Linked DNA regions of Sus scrofa: all the other regions are linked to region 1. The links are chromatin contacts, called in public Hi-C and HiChIP or PLAC-seq maps. All regions are on one chromosome and are shown on one strand. The core of a region is the stretch at or near the end of the contact, and the rest is flanking DNA. Distances in the headings are between cores, read along the strand shown. Region 1 holds the start of LRRC39 (leucine-rich repeat-containing protein 39). Region 2 holds the start of DBT (lipoamide acyltransferase component of branched-chain alpha-keto acid dehydrogenase complex, mitochondrial). Region 3 holds the start of SASS6 (spindle assembly abnormal protein 6 homolog).

What was found. Hi-C and Micro-C count contacts between places; a contact is called where the count stands out from the background. HiChIP or PLAC-seq counts read pairs in DNA pulled down with a chosen protein or histone mark.
Region 2: a contact with region 1 is called in a Hi-C map of psoas muscle, with 1.5 times the contacts expected there. The contact joins the promoter of DBT here to the promoter of LRRC39 in region 1. A contact is called at or near these places in 3 of 47 Hi-C or Micro-C datasets (heart right ventricle, psoas muscle and skeletal muscle) and 1 of 2 datasets of contacts at active chromatin or transcription factors (skeletal muscle).
Region 3: an H3K27ac HiChIP or PLAC-seq map of skeletal muscle shows a contact between it and region 1. The contact joins the promoter of SASS6 here to the promoter of LRRC39 in region 1. A contact is called at or near these places in 2 of 47 Hi-C or Micro-C datasets (epiblast stem cells and fetal liver) and 1 of 2 datasets of contacts at active chromatin or transcription factors (skeletal muscle).

The regions. Positions count from the first base shown.
Region 1 is chr4:117,937,254-117,941,792 of Sscrofa11.1, reverse strand. It overlaps LRRC39 (leucine-rich repeat-containing protein 39), which reads right to left and starts at 2,189. Exons shown (of 9, transcript XM_021090152.1): 1 at 1,785-2,189.
Region 2 is chr4:117,882,568-117,887,106 of Sscrofa11.1, reverse strand. DBT (lipoamide acyltransferase component of branched-chain alpha-keto acid dehydrogenase complex, mitochondrial) reads right to left here and starts at 2,450. Exons shown (of 11, transcript XM_003481505.4): 1 at 2,297-2,450. The coding sequence starts at 2,347.
Region 3 is chr4:117,983,351-117,987,889 of Sscrofa11.1, reverse strand. It overlaps SASS6 (spindle assembly abnormal protein 6 homolog), which reads right to left and starts at 2,291. Exons shown (of 17, transcript XM_021090148.1): 1 at 1,955-2,291. The coding sequence starts at 2,271. TRMT13 (tRNA:m(4)X modification enzyme TRM13 homolog) reads left to right here and starts at 2,257. Exons shown (of 10, transcript XR_002343574.1): 1 at 2,257-2,508.

The DNA of each region.
Region 1 (4,539 bases), core at 940-3,439:
GATGTAATTCATCTTGAAAATGTAAAAATAAAAACATTTTTAATAGCACGTGGAAGAAGGAAACAGAGAAGTAGAAGGTAGGGAGATCAAGAAATCCTGCCTATACTTCATGGAACAAGAAATAGAGATTTAAGTATGTACATTATAAAGGCAATCAGAAGATAGTAAAATAGAGATATATGGGGTGTAAGTGAACTTAAGCATCGCCTTTCAAAATGAAACTCGAGATAATATTTAAGGCTGATAAAACATAGCACAACTGCTTTTAAAAAAGAAAAAAAAAAGTATTATGGAGATAAATATTGAAAACTAAATCCTGAAATATTTAAAATCATTTTGTCCAGGATGATAGAAATTAGATAGATAATATTGCTTTTATTATTAATCTCCTCTAAATTACTGACTTAAATCTAAATTACTGATTTCTTCAAACCAAGTATACAATTCCTGTGTGAAAAAGAGACAGAGAGAGAAAAATGTATTACAGAGGAAAAGAGTTTAACATTTTAGGAGGAATATAAAATGGCCAACACACAGAAAATTATTAGGAGGTGGTCCTTATTTTTAAGCAATACATGCAGAATTTATTTTTTATTTACTTATTTATTTTTGTCTTTTATCTTTTTAGGGCCACAGCCGAGGCATGTGGTAGTTCCCAGGCTAGGGGTCTAATTGGAGCTACAGCTGCTGGCCTACACCACAGCCACAGCAGTGCCAGATCGGAGCTGCATCTGCGACCTACACCACAGCTCACGGCAATGCTGGATCCCTAACCCACTGAGCAAGACCAGGGATTGAACCTGCAACCTCATGGTTCCTAGTCGGATTTGTTTCCACTGCACCGCGATAAGAAGTCCTACAGGCAGAATTTAAACAGGAACAGATTTGCCAGGTCTTTCTGCCATCAAAAAACTTGGGATACTCATGCTGATAATTCAGTCCTCTGGGTATGTCACAGTCCAGCTACAATTTATTTGTTTATCAAATAATAAGACTTTTTTTTGTTTGTTTGTTTTTTTGCCTTTTCTAGAGCCACTCCCGCGGCATATGGAGATTCCCAGGCTAGGGGTCGAATAGGAGCCATAGCCGCTGGCCTACACCAGAGCCACAGCAACGCAGGATCCAAGCCACTTCTGTGACCCACACCACAGCTCACGGCAACACCAGATCCTTAACCCACTGAGCAAGGCCAGGGGTCAAACCCGCAACCTCATGGTTCCTAGTCAGATTCGTTAACCACTGCGCCACAACGGGAACTCCAATAAGACATTTTTTAAATGTCAAGAATCTACATGTAAATGCGTATGTTACTAAACCCATGTAACAATTCACATGCTATTCATTTCCCCATTTGTCATTACACTTGAGCCCTCAGTTTCCCCATAATAGTGACCGATGCCCCTTTGAGGGAAGCAAGTCAGTAGTGATGGATGTATTTCTACCTCCAACACAGGCTGGTGTTCTCTACCTTGGTTATTACTATAACAGGAAACCACGTAGCACAGCAGTAAGGTAAGCATGGCTATGACACGACTGGGGAGTCGGCTTCCCAGAGTCAAAAGAAAGCAAAAGAACTACGATCTCAGAAGAAATACTTCTTAACTTCCAGGGAAATTGACCTTCTGGAGGAAGACAACTACCTGAATGACTATGAACCCTCAAAGAGACTTTTAAACTCAATTCTAAGTTTAGTTGATAGTGCAGCAAATACAGACACAGTAGAGACATCAATAGCACTCTCTTTATGCCAAGAGTGGGAAAAGAAGGTTTTGAAAAATACTTACCATGGGCAGTGGATGCAGAAGCCGGCATCCCCCCAAATTAGTGATTATCAGCTAAGAGCGGACTTCGGGGAGTATTGTTTTCAGGGTGACTCCGAATGATTAAAATCCTCAGTCAGACTCTAACCAAGTGGAATGCAATGTCAGCCCAGTTCTAATTTTAGTCCATGGACAAAGCTGAGAATAGCAAAAAATCACATGGAGCTTCTGTGCGCAGGATCAACTGATATAATGTATGTGAGAGCATTCCGTACACGGCAAAATGCTGTGCTGCAGGTATTTTAAAACCCTCAGGCGTGACTATTTCTAAGCTCCCGAAAAATAATGTGACTTGCGGGGAGCCGAGAAGATGCAGGGACTCAAAAAAAGAATTTTGCCTAATGGCAAAGAAACCTGAAGGCAAGTTCCTAACCTAGGAAGGGAGCTCACCTGAACGGTACAAGCCGAAGGTGGGCTCCTGGCCAGGATGAAATTTATTATAAAAAATAGGACTTTTTCCTATTCATATCCAACTTAATTAATATATAGTGTTTATCTACTAACGAGCTACAGTAATCTTTAGAGTTAGGATTCTAATGAGGTTTATAGAAGTTAGACATATATTATTCTTGATCAAAAGAAACCCAGCTGTGAGTCTTGTCCTTGACTTTAGAAACTTTTAGTGGTAGCTAGCTAAGTTGATTTGTATTTTGTCATACTGTTTCCCTGCCAAGGACACTTTGAAGATATACACTAGTCTAAAAACAAGATTTGTAAATGCCAGATTTTTGTAACTTCTTCAGCTTGTGGGACTTGGCTGGCCATGAGATGGTTTGTGCTGAGTCTCTGCTTTCCCACATGATATGCTACACCTGTTTGTCCTTGAATTGTACTCATTAAATTTGGTTAAGTTGAAGATTTAAAATGTGATGTATTGTACTGTACCATGTGATAAAAAAACAAAGCCTAAGAGTTAACCAATGTACTTTTAACACTATGATGTAATCTGCAGTAAAAAACTGTCTATATAATCAACCACTTATGCTAATAAAATTTGAGCAGTCCAGCGCCCTAAAAGAAGGGACAAAGAGGCTGTCTCCGTATGTACATTCGCCTACGCTGTCCATCTCCAATCGGGATGTATACTCCCTGGCTGCCGGAGCTGCCTGGAGTCCATTTTTGCTGCTGTGGGCACCACAGAGATAGTATATTCAGGGGTTAGTTTTGGCAGCAAGTTTCCTGACCTTGTGGATGCAGCAGGTCCTGGGCCACCCTCAGCAGCCCCCTACATAGGCCATGAGATATGACTCCAGGAGCTGTGTTGTGCACTAATGGCCCTTCCTTAAACTTGCTGGGATGGGGGAGTTCCCATCATGGCTCGATGGTTAATGAACCCGACTATTATCCATGAGGACGTGTGTTCAATCCTTGGCCTCACTCAGTGGGTTAAGGATCTGGGTTAAGATTGCTCTGAGCTGTGGTGTAGGCTGCAAATGAGACTCAAATCCCGAGTTGCTGTGGTTGTGGAGTAGGCTGTCAGGTGCAGCTCCGATTTGACCCTAGCCAAGGATGCAGCCCTAAAAAGCCAAAGGGGAAAAAAAAAATTGTTAGGGAGAATTGTTCTTTGCATTAGAGAAACTGACACACTTTTTTCTTTTTTTTGGCTTTTTAGGGCTGCACCCATGGCATATACAGGTTCCCAGGCTAGGGGTCGAATCAGAGCTACAGCTGCTGGCCTGTGCCACAGCCACGGCCACTCGGGATCTAAGCTGCATCTGTGACCTACACTGCAGCTCTCAATAACGCCAGATCCCTAACTCATTGAGTGAGACCAGGGATCAAACCTGCATCCTCACAGTTACTAGTTGGGTGTTACCACTGAGCCATTCTCGGCACTCCCATGACACAGCTATTTTAAAAATTTCTTGTTACATTTTCAAAAATATGCATATTTCAAAAATACGCTATTTCTTCACCTACTAACTTCAGAATCACCTACTGTTACTCTGGAAGATGAGAATTCTGCAGTCTTAAACCACCCACTCATTATCCTATATTTCTCCTCCTCCTGTCTTCCCAATATATAGAGATTATATCACAATTTTTCTTAAATCAGTAGTATTATTATTTGTAAATATCATTCATAGATGAACCAAATAGTGGAAATGATTACTTTCCTTTTCTTGGGTATTTTCTGGTTTTTTTCTGAAGTGTTATTTTTTTTACTTGCTTAATTTTCTGTGTACCTATCACGAAATCTCCATATTCTTTATTTTTTTAACTTTGTGATGAAATCTCCATATTCTTAAATACATCAGCTCCCATTGTGTATCTCAGACAAGTAACTTAAACTTCCTATGCCTAAATTCTTTTTTTTTTTTTTTTTTTTTAAATGGCCAAGCTCACAGCACATGGAAGTTCCTGGGCCAGGGATCAAAGCTGTATCACAGGAGTTCCCATAGTGGCACAGTGGTTAATGAATCTGACTAGGAACCATGAGGTTGCAGGTTCGATCCCTGGTCTTGCTCAGTGAGTTAAGGATCCGGTGTTGCTGTGAGCTGTGGTGTAGGTTGCAGACACGGTTTGTATCCCAAGTTGCCGTGGCTCTGGCGTAGGCTGGCGGCTACAGCTCCGATTGGATCCCTAGCCTGGGAACCTCCATATGCCTCGGGGGCAGCCCTAGAAAAGGCAAAAAGACAAAACAAAACAAACAAACAAACAAAAAACAAAACTGTATCACAGGAGTTCCCTTTGTGGCTCAGTGGGTTAAGAATCCAAC
Region 2 (4,539 bases), core at 1,201-3,700, 55 kb after region 1:
AACAGTCTGTGTTCAAGTAACTGAAATTGTTCAATATACTTCTGGTGTAGTTATTAGTGTGGGCTGATAGTAAAGCATCAGTGTCAGGGTTGAGCGGGTGAGTTTTAGCAAGGAATGAGGCCTGAGAGATTGGAAATTGCTCATAAATTGCTTCACAGTCATCTGAATTCTAAGGATTTTGCTGAAATCAGTTTTAAGCAAGGTAATGACATTCTCAAATGCATGTCTTACACCATAAGATCACTCTGGCAACACTATGGAGAATGAGTTGGCAAGGCACAAGATAAGAGGTAGAAGCCCAGTTTAGGAAGATCTAGGGATTATCTGTAATTGGAGACAGGGACTAGATTTTTTTTTTTTTTTTTGTCTTTTTGGGCCGCTCCCGCGGCATATGGAGGTTCCCAGGCTAGGGGTCGAATTGGAGCTGTAGCCACCGGCCTACACCACAGCCACAGCAACGTGGGATCCGAGCCGCGTCTGCAACCTACACCACAGCTCACGGCAACGCCGGATCATTAACCCACTGAGCAAGGGCAGGGACCGAACCCGCAACCTCATGGTTCCTAGTCGGATTCGTTAACCACTGCGCCACGACGGGAACTCCAGGGACTAGATTTTTGAGAGACTTCCAGGCTAGAATCAAGAGAACCAGGTTTGAGGGTTTAGTTACAGAGCCTAGGGTCTAATGCGGCTTGGAGGCCTTAGAGCAAACACTGTGAGATGGCTCAAGACTAGCCCTTCCAAGCTCCCCTGTAACACAGTTCTAGCCAGTGAGTCTCAGTGTTTCAACACTTTCTTTCTTTCTTTGAACACATAGTTATAGCAGCCGTCCCGTGATCCTGAGAGAAAGGCCAAATGAACTGATGAAATAAGAACCCTGATAAGGATGAACCATTTAATCAGTGCCAGGTGCCACCTGTCAGGTGTTTTGTATACACAGGTACTTAACACAGGTACTTATTTGTATACACATGTACATATTGATTGGGTTTATTACTTAATAGCTGACAAACACCTAATACACATTCAATTTGAAGATTTCCAGGAGAGTAAGACATATGATAGGTCTGGAGTAGAGCTGGCTCAGAGATGGGAACTTCAGGAATCATCAGCATATAAATGGCAACTTAAATCAAAGAACTGGATGAGGTAACCCAGGACGTGCATGAAATACAGACTGCCAAGTCAGAACCTTTAGAAACACCAATATTTACCAGTTAGGCAGGGAAAAAGGAGGAGGTTGGGATCAAGTGTTCAAAGATGTGGGAAGAGTAATATCGGGAAGTTGGTGTCAGAGAAAACAAGGATGAAGAGCTTTCAAAAGAAGGCAGGCTTTCTTCTGGTTACCTCCTACTTAGTTTTCACAAATTTCAAATCTCACAGTATTTTCTGGGCATTTGCCTCATCTTTTCGTGCTGTGCTGTAATTGCTTGTTTAATATCCTTCTCTCTCTGCCCTGTGCCAGACAGCACGGCTGTAATTAAACTGAGAGGGTAGAGTTCAGTCTAGTCTTATTCACATTTGCATCCCCAATTCCTAGCACTGTACCTGCTACATAGCAGGCTCTTGAAAGGTTTTGTAACGTCAGGGGTCGAACACTGTAGAAAAATCCAAAAGAGTGGACTCAGGACGATAAACGCTATGCAAATAGGACGAAACACTATGCTTACAGGGATGTTAACAGTTTCATCTCAGCAAAGGGAACTGTGTCAAAGGGGAGACAAGAAGGGGAAATAGTGATGAATGGTAACTCTGGTGATACAAAAGTTTGGAAAGATACCGGTGCAGATGTAGGAGGCAAGTATAAGCCCAAAGAACAAAGCTTGAACCTCTCCGCTGCTCAAGCAAGGACTTAAGGAGTTGTTTCCTTGCCCAGTCTCCTCCTCTGGACTGTAAATTCCTCGAGGGCAGGAGTCGTAATTACCAGCGTCCGGGACAAAGAGATGCTCAATAAATGCTGAATGAATATAGTATATCTCCGTACCTCCAGTGCCCGGTACCCAGAGGGTGCTCAGTGAATGGCTACTGGGCCAAAGTCGAGCTGGGCTTTGGGGTTCAGATGGAGCGGGAGGAAGACCGGGTTACCTCAGAAGCGCACGCAGGTAAGGAGAGAAACTGGGTCTCCAGCCAGGTTGGCTCGCCACCTTCGCTGCCCTTCGTTGTGCACACATCCCTCCACCTTTCCATCACGCGAGACCTGCACGCGAGGCACTCGGAGGACAAAGTTAACACACCTCCCCCAGGTGACGCCGGACAACCACATCTTCCCGACCTCAGATCTGCCCAACCTGCTTACCAGCCGCCCAGCATTGCGGCTCCAGGTCCTCAGCACACGCGCTGCAGCCATCTTACTCCGGAAATGACAACTGCTCCGGGGTTGGACGAGCTGCCCCGGCGGGGACCTATCCGGAGCCGGAAAACGCGCCTCCCCCAAGCCTCGGGTGGAGAGCGAAGGAACGAGCCTCCCACCCAAGAGCCAACCAGGGAGCGGGGCGGGGCTGAGAATAACCCCAGAGGGGGCGGGGCGCCCTGCGGAGAGGGAAAGAGCCTGGGGGAGGGGAGCCAAGTGGGGAGGAGGGCAGTGCAAATTTAATTTCCGTGACGCTTCTGAGTAAAGCACTGCTGTGTAAGTAATGTGCCCTCACGATCGTCTTTTCGGTCCAAGTAACGGAGGAAATAGAGTATGTTAAAGAAACATGAAGGGTATTCACCTGGAGAAATTTAGGTTGAAGTAAGATCTGCAGGATAAGTAGGAAGGAAAAAAAACAAAACAAAACAGAAACATTCCTTCAGCTTGTTAATATAACCACCTTGGTTACAGGAGACGGTACTGTACTCTGTAGCAAGGGTCTGTACCCATGGTGGAGTCAAGTCTATGCTGGAATACTTCCTAATGCCTGGCATTTCTCACTTCATTGAAAGTTCTTGGTTACTGAAATTGGCTTTTAGATTTTTTTTTCATGGAAGATGAACAAGACTACCAGGTTTGAGATAAACGTCATCGAGGTTACCTCTCCTTCTGGGATAATGCTGCACGATGTTGCTACCCAACACAGGCAATATACATCACAGACACAGTACCTGGATTTACCTGCCTCATGGAGAAATGCCGAATAGATGTCGGTGAAACCGATAAAGAAAAGATTAGCGCTTTAATTGTCAATCCTCCTCACAGCAACTAGGAAACTAATTGGTAGAAATGTCCAGGATGATACTTTTCTATTCTAGCCTCTTAAATAGGAATGAAAATCTGTACAGATGTCTAAAGAATTACAGAGGAAAAGGCCAGAACAAAGGAAAAATCATAAATCCTCAACACTGAAGATGAGTGGCTGTAAAACAAAATTTCATGTATTTCATAAATTCACTAATATTACTCAAAGTCAGACTTTTGCCTTATTTGCCTTTCAGTGTATTCTCTCTCTCTCTTCTGCTACTTTGATTTTTTTAACTTTCCAACAAAATATTTTATAGGTACTAAAAATATACTATATGCCTGTGTTTGTATAAAGAGGTAAAGTAGCTATGCCTTTGAACTGAATTATTTTTCTTCCCAAGGTCCCTATAACACCTTCTTCCTCTTTTTTTTTTTTTTTTCCCTTTTCTTTTCAGGGCCATACCTGTGCATATGGACGTTCCTGGGCTATGGGTCTGCAGCTGCCAGCCTACACCATAGCCACAGCAACGTGGGACCTGCACCGAAATTTGCAGTAACTCCAGATCCTTAACCCACTGAGTGAGGCCAGGGATCAAACCCGCACCATGTAGGGTTCTTAACCCATGGAGCCAAAACGGGGAATTCCCCACGTTTTTCTACTTTACCTAACTTTACCTTCTCCCAAGAAACTATCTGTTTTCTTTTCTTTCACATTTTTTTTTTTACCTCTGTGGATTACTGCTTCCCAACTTCATTTTATGTTGCCTTATCTTTCCTTCCAATATCAAGAGATTTGTCATCTATTCACTAGTTAATCCTTTCACCTGGGCTCCAAATAACCAGATAACCCACGTCTTCTTTTTAAAAAGTGAATAAAATGGTTATTACCTGGCAATTCCATTCCTAGGGTACCCAACAGAAATAAAAACATAAGTCCACACAAACTAGCACAAGAATGATTGTAACAGCCTTATTCCTATTAGCCCCAAACTAGAAATAGCCCAAATGTCCTTCAATACACGAATGAATAAACAAAATGTGGTGGATTCATATAATGGAATATCATTCATCACTAACAATGATTCAAGTATTGGGAGTTCTCTGATGGCCTAACAGGTTGAGACTCCTGCATTCTCACCACTGTGGCTCTGGCTGCTGCTGTGCGGAGCAGGTTTGATCCCGGGCCCAGGAATTCCCATATACTGCCTGTGTGGCAAAAAAGAGAGAGAGAACGTGAAATAAACGTTGCAACTCTCATCAAAATAATAAATAAATAAATAAAATATTTGAGGTAGGAGGAGATGGGCCCCTCAGCTGAACACAGATGGGAATTACTAGGTGGAGGAAATTGGGCCTTGTTTCTCTTTGACACTTCAAGGAGA
Region 3 (4,539 bases), core at 1,042-3,541, 46 kb before region 1:
TAAGGTCTCTGTTACATTTATTCATTTCTGCCCTTACAGCACAGAAGCAGCAATAGGTAATTCTTGAACAGATGAGAACAGCTGCATTTAACAGAGCTTTATCAGGTTTCCCGTTGCGGTGCAGTGGATTAAGGACCTGACATTGCCTCTATGAGGATGTGGGTTCGATTCCTGGCCTCACCCAATGGGTTAAAGACCTGGCATTGCTGTGGCTGTGGTGTAGGCCTCAGCTGCAGCTCCAATTCAACCCCTGGCTGGGGAACTTCCTTATGCTACAGATGCTACTGTAAAAATATAAAATAAAGCTTTACAAAAAAAGGCAGTGGGCCATTTGGTCCATGGGCTCTAATAGTGTGCTGACCCCTGCTGCAGGAGAAAGGAATACATGAAACCTTTCTAAGCAAGAGAAATGAAAAGGCTGAAATAGTGTTTTAAGGAGGTAACTGTGATGACAATGTAATGAGATGAAGAAGTGCTAGGAGTTTCAATATTGGAATCAGAAATTATGCCCCCCCAACATTTTATCTCTCTATAATCATTCCAGAACAGGGCTGTCCAACAGAGATACAATGAAGCCACCTATGTAATCTTTAACTTTTTAGAAGCCACATTTAAAAAATTAAAACGGATAAATTAATTTTAATATTTAACCCTATATATCCAAAATATTGCCTATATATGCAAAATGCAAAATACATGTTAAGATAATGATTTATAAATTCCATCAATATAAAAATGGAAACATTTTACATACCTTTTTTCTCATAGTAAGTTTTCAAAGTCCAACGTGCATTTTACTCATGCCACATCGGTTCCGATTAGCTCCATTTCAAATGTCCAATAAACATAGTGGCTCCCATATTGGGCAGCACAAAAGAATAACCAACTAGTCTACAAATCTCCATTTACAGCTGCTGGTTTTGGTACCATCTCCTCCCTGGCTTGCCAATTGATTCTGGACCTAATTCTGAACTACATACTAATTTCACATCACTGGCAGCTCAACAAATCAATGTCTTCATTTCTTTTAATGTCACATTTCCACACCACTTAGTTTTCACATATATTTTCACACCTGATCCTCATTAACAACCAACCATGTAGGTAGCCATGTTTTATCAGCTTTACTAATGAGGAAAATCAAGGTTCAGAGAGGAGCCAGCTGACACTGAGTGGTGCACTTGAGACAAAATTGAAATCTCCTGCCAAATCTCCCTACTTCGGCCTCAACAGCACCACCTCTTTAACCAAAGTTGTAACTTTTACATTTATCTGTGATACTGGCCTTTATTTCCACCCTCACCAGACTGTAAACTCCACCAACACAAGAACTCTCCTGATCACTGTATCCCCGGTGCCCAGGAAGAGTGTTCAACGTTTGTTGAATGACTAAATGAATATATGGTTTTCAACAATTGTTTTTCAATTTATTACACGTAATTTATTTTTAGTAACTATGACGAAAGAGAGGCAATACACCACAAATTTGTAGAGTTTTTTTTTTTTTTTTAAGTCTAACCTTGCATTTACTTCCAGTAGCGTTCAAAGGAGAGAGGGGGGAAAAAGGGCCGTGAGCCAAAGCCTGAATTCTAGTGCCCGCCCGCCGTGAACTCGTGAGCTCTCACGCAAATTACTTAATTTCTCTGAGCCAGACTTCTTATCCGTCAAAAAGAGAAATGGGCTATCATCTCCATGACAACATCCAGAGATAAGACTTAAAAAAAAACACACACAAAAACTGATGCGGGTCGGCGACCCATTCCTCACTCTTCCCTCCCCAGCAACGGCAGACTTTGAAACGACCACGAGGTCCCAGCCAGCTCTGTCTCCGCGGCCCGGGGAGATGGGCCGCACACCCAGCGCAGGCCGGGGCCCACCGGCCGGAGCCGCCATCTTTCCCCCTTGGCCCGACCCCTAACCGCCACCCGCGGGCACAGAGTAACGCGGCCCTCACCTCTCCTCGCAGTCTTTACATTTCACCTGCAACGGGACGAGTTGCTGGAACAGAATCTGGCTCATGCTGAACCCCTGCCCCGGCCGGTGTGCGGAAAAACCCAAACGGGCCGGCGGGTCAGCGGTACTAGCCTGAAAGGCCTCCGGGGCCTGTTTAAGTTTGGCGCTCGGCTTCCGCGGAAGAGGCGGGGAAAGTGAAGCAGAGACGATACGGAGGAGGTTTGGGCCTCGCCGGCCACCATCAGCTTCTTCCGGTTTTGTGACGGCTGGGCGGTCGTTCCGGGTACCCTCCTGCGTGGCGGGATCCGAGGCCGCCATATTTGTTAAGGGAAGGGAACCCGAGAGGCGCTAACAACTTTTCCTCTCTTCGCCGGATCGATGCTTGCTACCTGAAGTAAGCCCTGAATTATGGCGGCTTCTGCGCCGACACCGCATGGAACTGACTCTCCAGCAGAGGGGCGATGCGGTTACTATGTGGAAAAGAAGAAGCGGTTCTGCAGGATGGTGGTGGCAGCGGGGAAAAGGTTCTGTGGTGAACACGCTGGAGCGGCGGAGGTCTGGTATCGCCTTACCCTCTCGAGGGTCGGAAATAAGTTTCCTGGTCCGGCACTTTCCCTCTCTGACAGATTTCTGCTTCTGTCCCCTGGAGTTTCCAGCTTTTCCCGTGATAAACGCAGTCCTGGCCTCCCTAGGGAGCGATGATGAGCCGTAGTGAAGTGCAGTGTTGTCTTGTACTAAGTAAAGCGCCAGCAGTGACCCGTTTATCTTGATACCAACTCGTGGTAACGCTAGATTGTAGTTTTACCGCAGACTACCGCTTCTTGCGCTCCGCTCACTCTCCGCCTTCCTGATGGGAAGTGGTGGTTTAGAAAGAAGACAGATCCCAAGGTTTCACTCATTGTGTTTTCATTGTTTTGTGAACGATAATCACTTCTTGTGAATTATTGTGAGTCACTTCTTGTGAATTAGATGTACAGTCTTTTGAAAGCAACTAATAACTACTTTGCTGCAAAGGGGAAGGAAAGATTTAAAAACATGTAAGAATTGACTCAACACTGAGAACAGAAACTGTATGATTTTGTTCCATTAAACGTATGATTGTGATGTCGAACTATATATCTTTATGTATGTGTTTTTCTTTAGGAGATATATGATAGAAAATTTTAAAAACAGCAAGAGCAGAATGCTTATAGAAAGAGCATGTTTGATAGCTTTTAGAACAATTAAACCAAATAGACAAGCATCTGATTTCATGTCTTCTGAATGTCCGGTGTTATTTACATTTCTTTTCTTTGTGAGTCCGATGGTTTCTCCTGCTAGGCAATGTCTAATACAGATGCGCGTGCGCGCGCGCACACACACCCCCTCCAGCCCTGCCATCTGCTACTGTCCCTCATAGCCAAAGCTGTACTTCATGTGTTGATTTGACTGACATTTGCGTAGAGTGAAGTGTACTAAAACAAGCAGATTCTTGTTTTGGAATGTAAGTGACTTGTGACTTACAAGGACTCTTTGAAGTACACTCACTGTTGCCTTGGCTGGTTTTGAGGGGACCAGCAAACATCCCCTGATCGAAAAATGAGCTTTATGATTGGAGGAGGCCTTTGTCCTCACTCTAAGACCTTACACTTCACCGTGACCAGACGTCCAGAAGGTGACTGCAGATGCTGAGAGTAGTAGAATAGAAATAGGTCCTTACAGAGTGATTTGTATTCCTAGAAAGGAATAACATCATGTTATTAATCCCTTAAAGAAAGGTTGCAAAATACCAAGTGGAGACACGTTCCATGATTATGATTTGGTTTTCAATTTGGGGCATCCTACTGAATCTGTAATTTATTATGTAACTGAGTGGTATGTTTCCATCTTTTTTTCTTAAGTGTCATCTATAGCTGAGACCACTTGTACTCATTTCACCCAGTGGTTCTTAAATGGTGGTGGTTTAGTCCCCCCAGGAGACACTTGGCAATGTTTGAAGACATTTCGGTTGCCACAGCTGAAGAGTGTTTCTTGCGTCTAGTGGATAGAGGCTGGAGAAGCTAACTTAACATCCTACAATGGGTAGGAAGGCCCCCACAAGAAAGAACCATCCAGCCCAGAATATCAGTAATGCCAAGACTGAGAAACTTTCTGTTTCTAAACCCAAATAATAAAATTTAGAAGTGCTTTTTTCCTCCTACTCTATCATTAGGCTTTCGAAGGTTAGCATAGTCTTCTTCTTCAAGGAGATTAGACTTTAAAAGTTAGCAAATAAGCAATAGTGTTGGAAGTTTCCTCATGGATCAGTGGGTTAAGGATCTGACATTGTCACTGCTGTGTCTTGGGTCACTGCTGTGGCGCAGGTTCGATCCCTGACCTGAGAACTTCCACGTGCCATGGGCACAACAACAACAAAGAACAATGTACTGTATTTTCAAAAAGATACTGAAAATTCTCTCTTGTTCATGAAAATTGATGTACATAGTTTCATGGATATTCTGGGAGGCAGATCAGAACTGAAATAAACTGAAGAAGAAATTGTTAATACTGATAGTGAACACTTAGCATTTACTGTATGAATAGCACTGTGCTTAGCTCTTTTTTTTT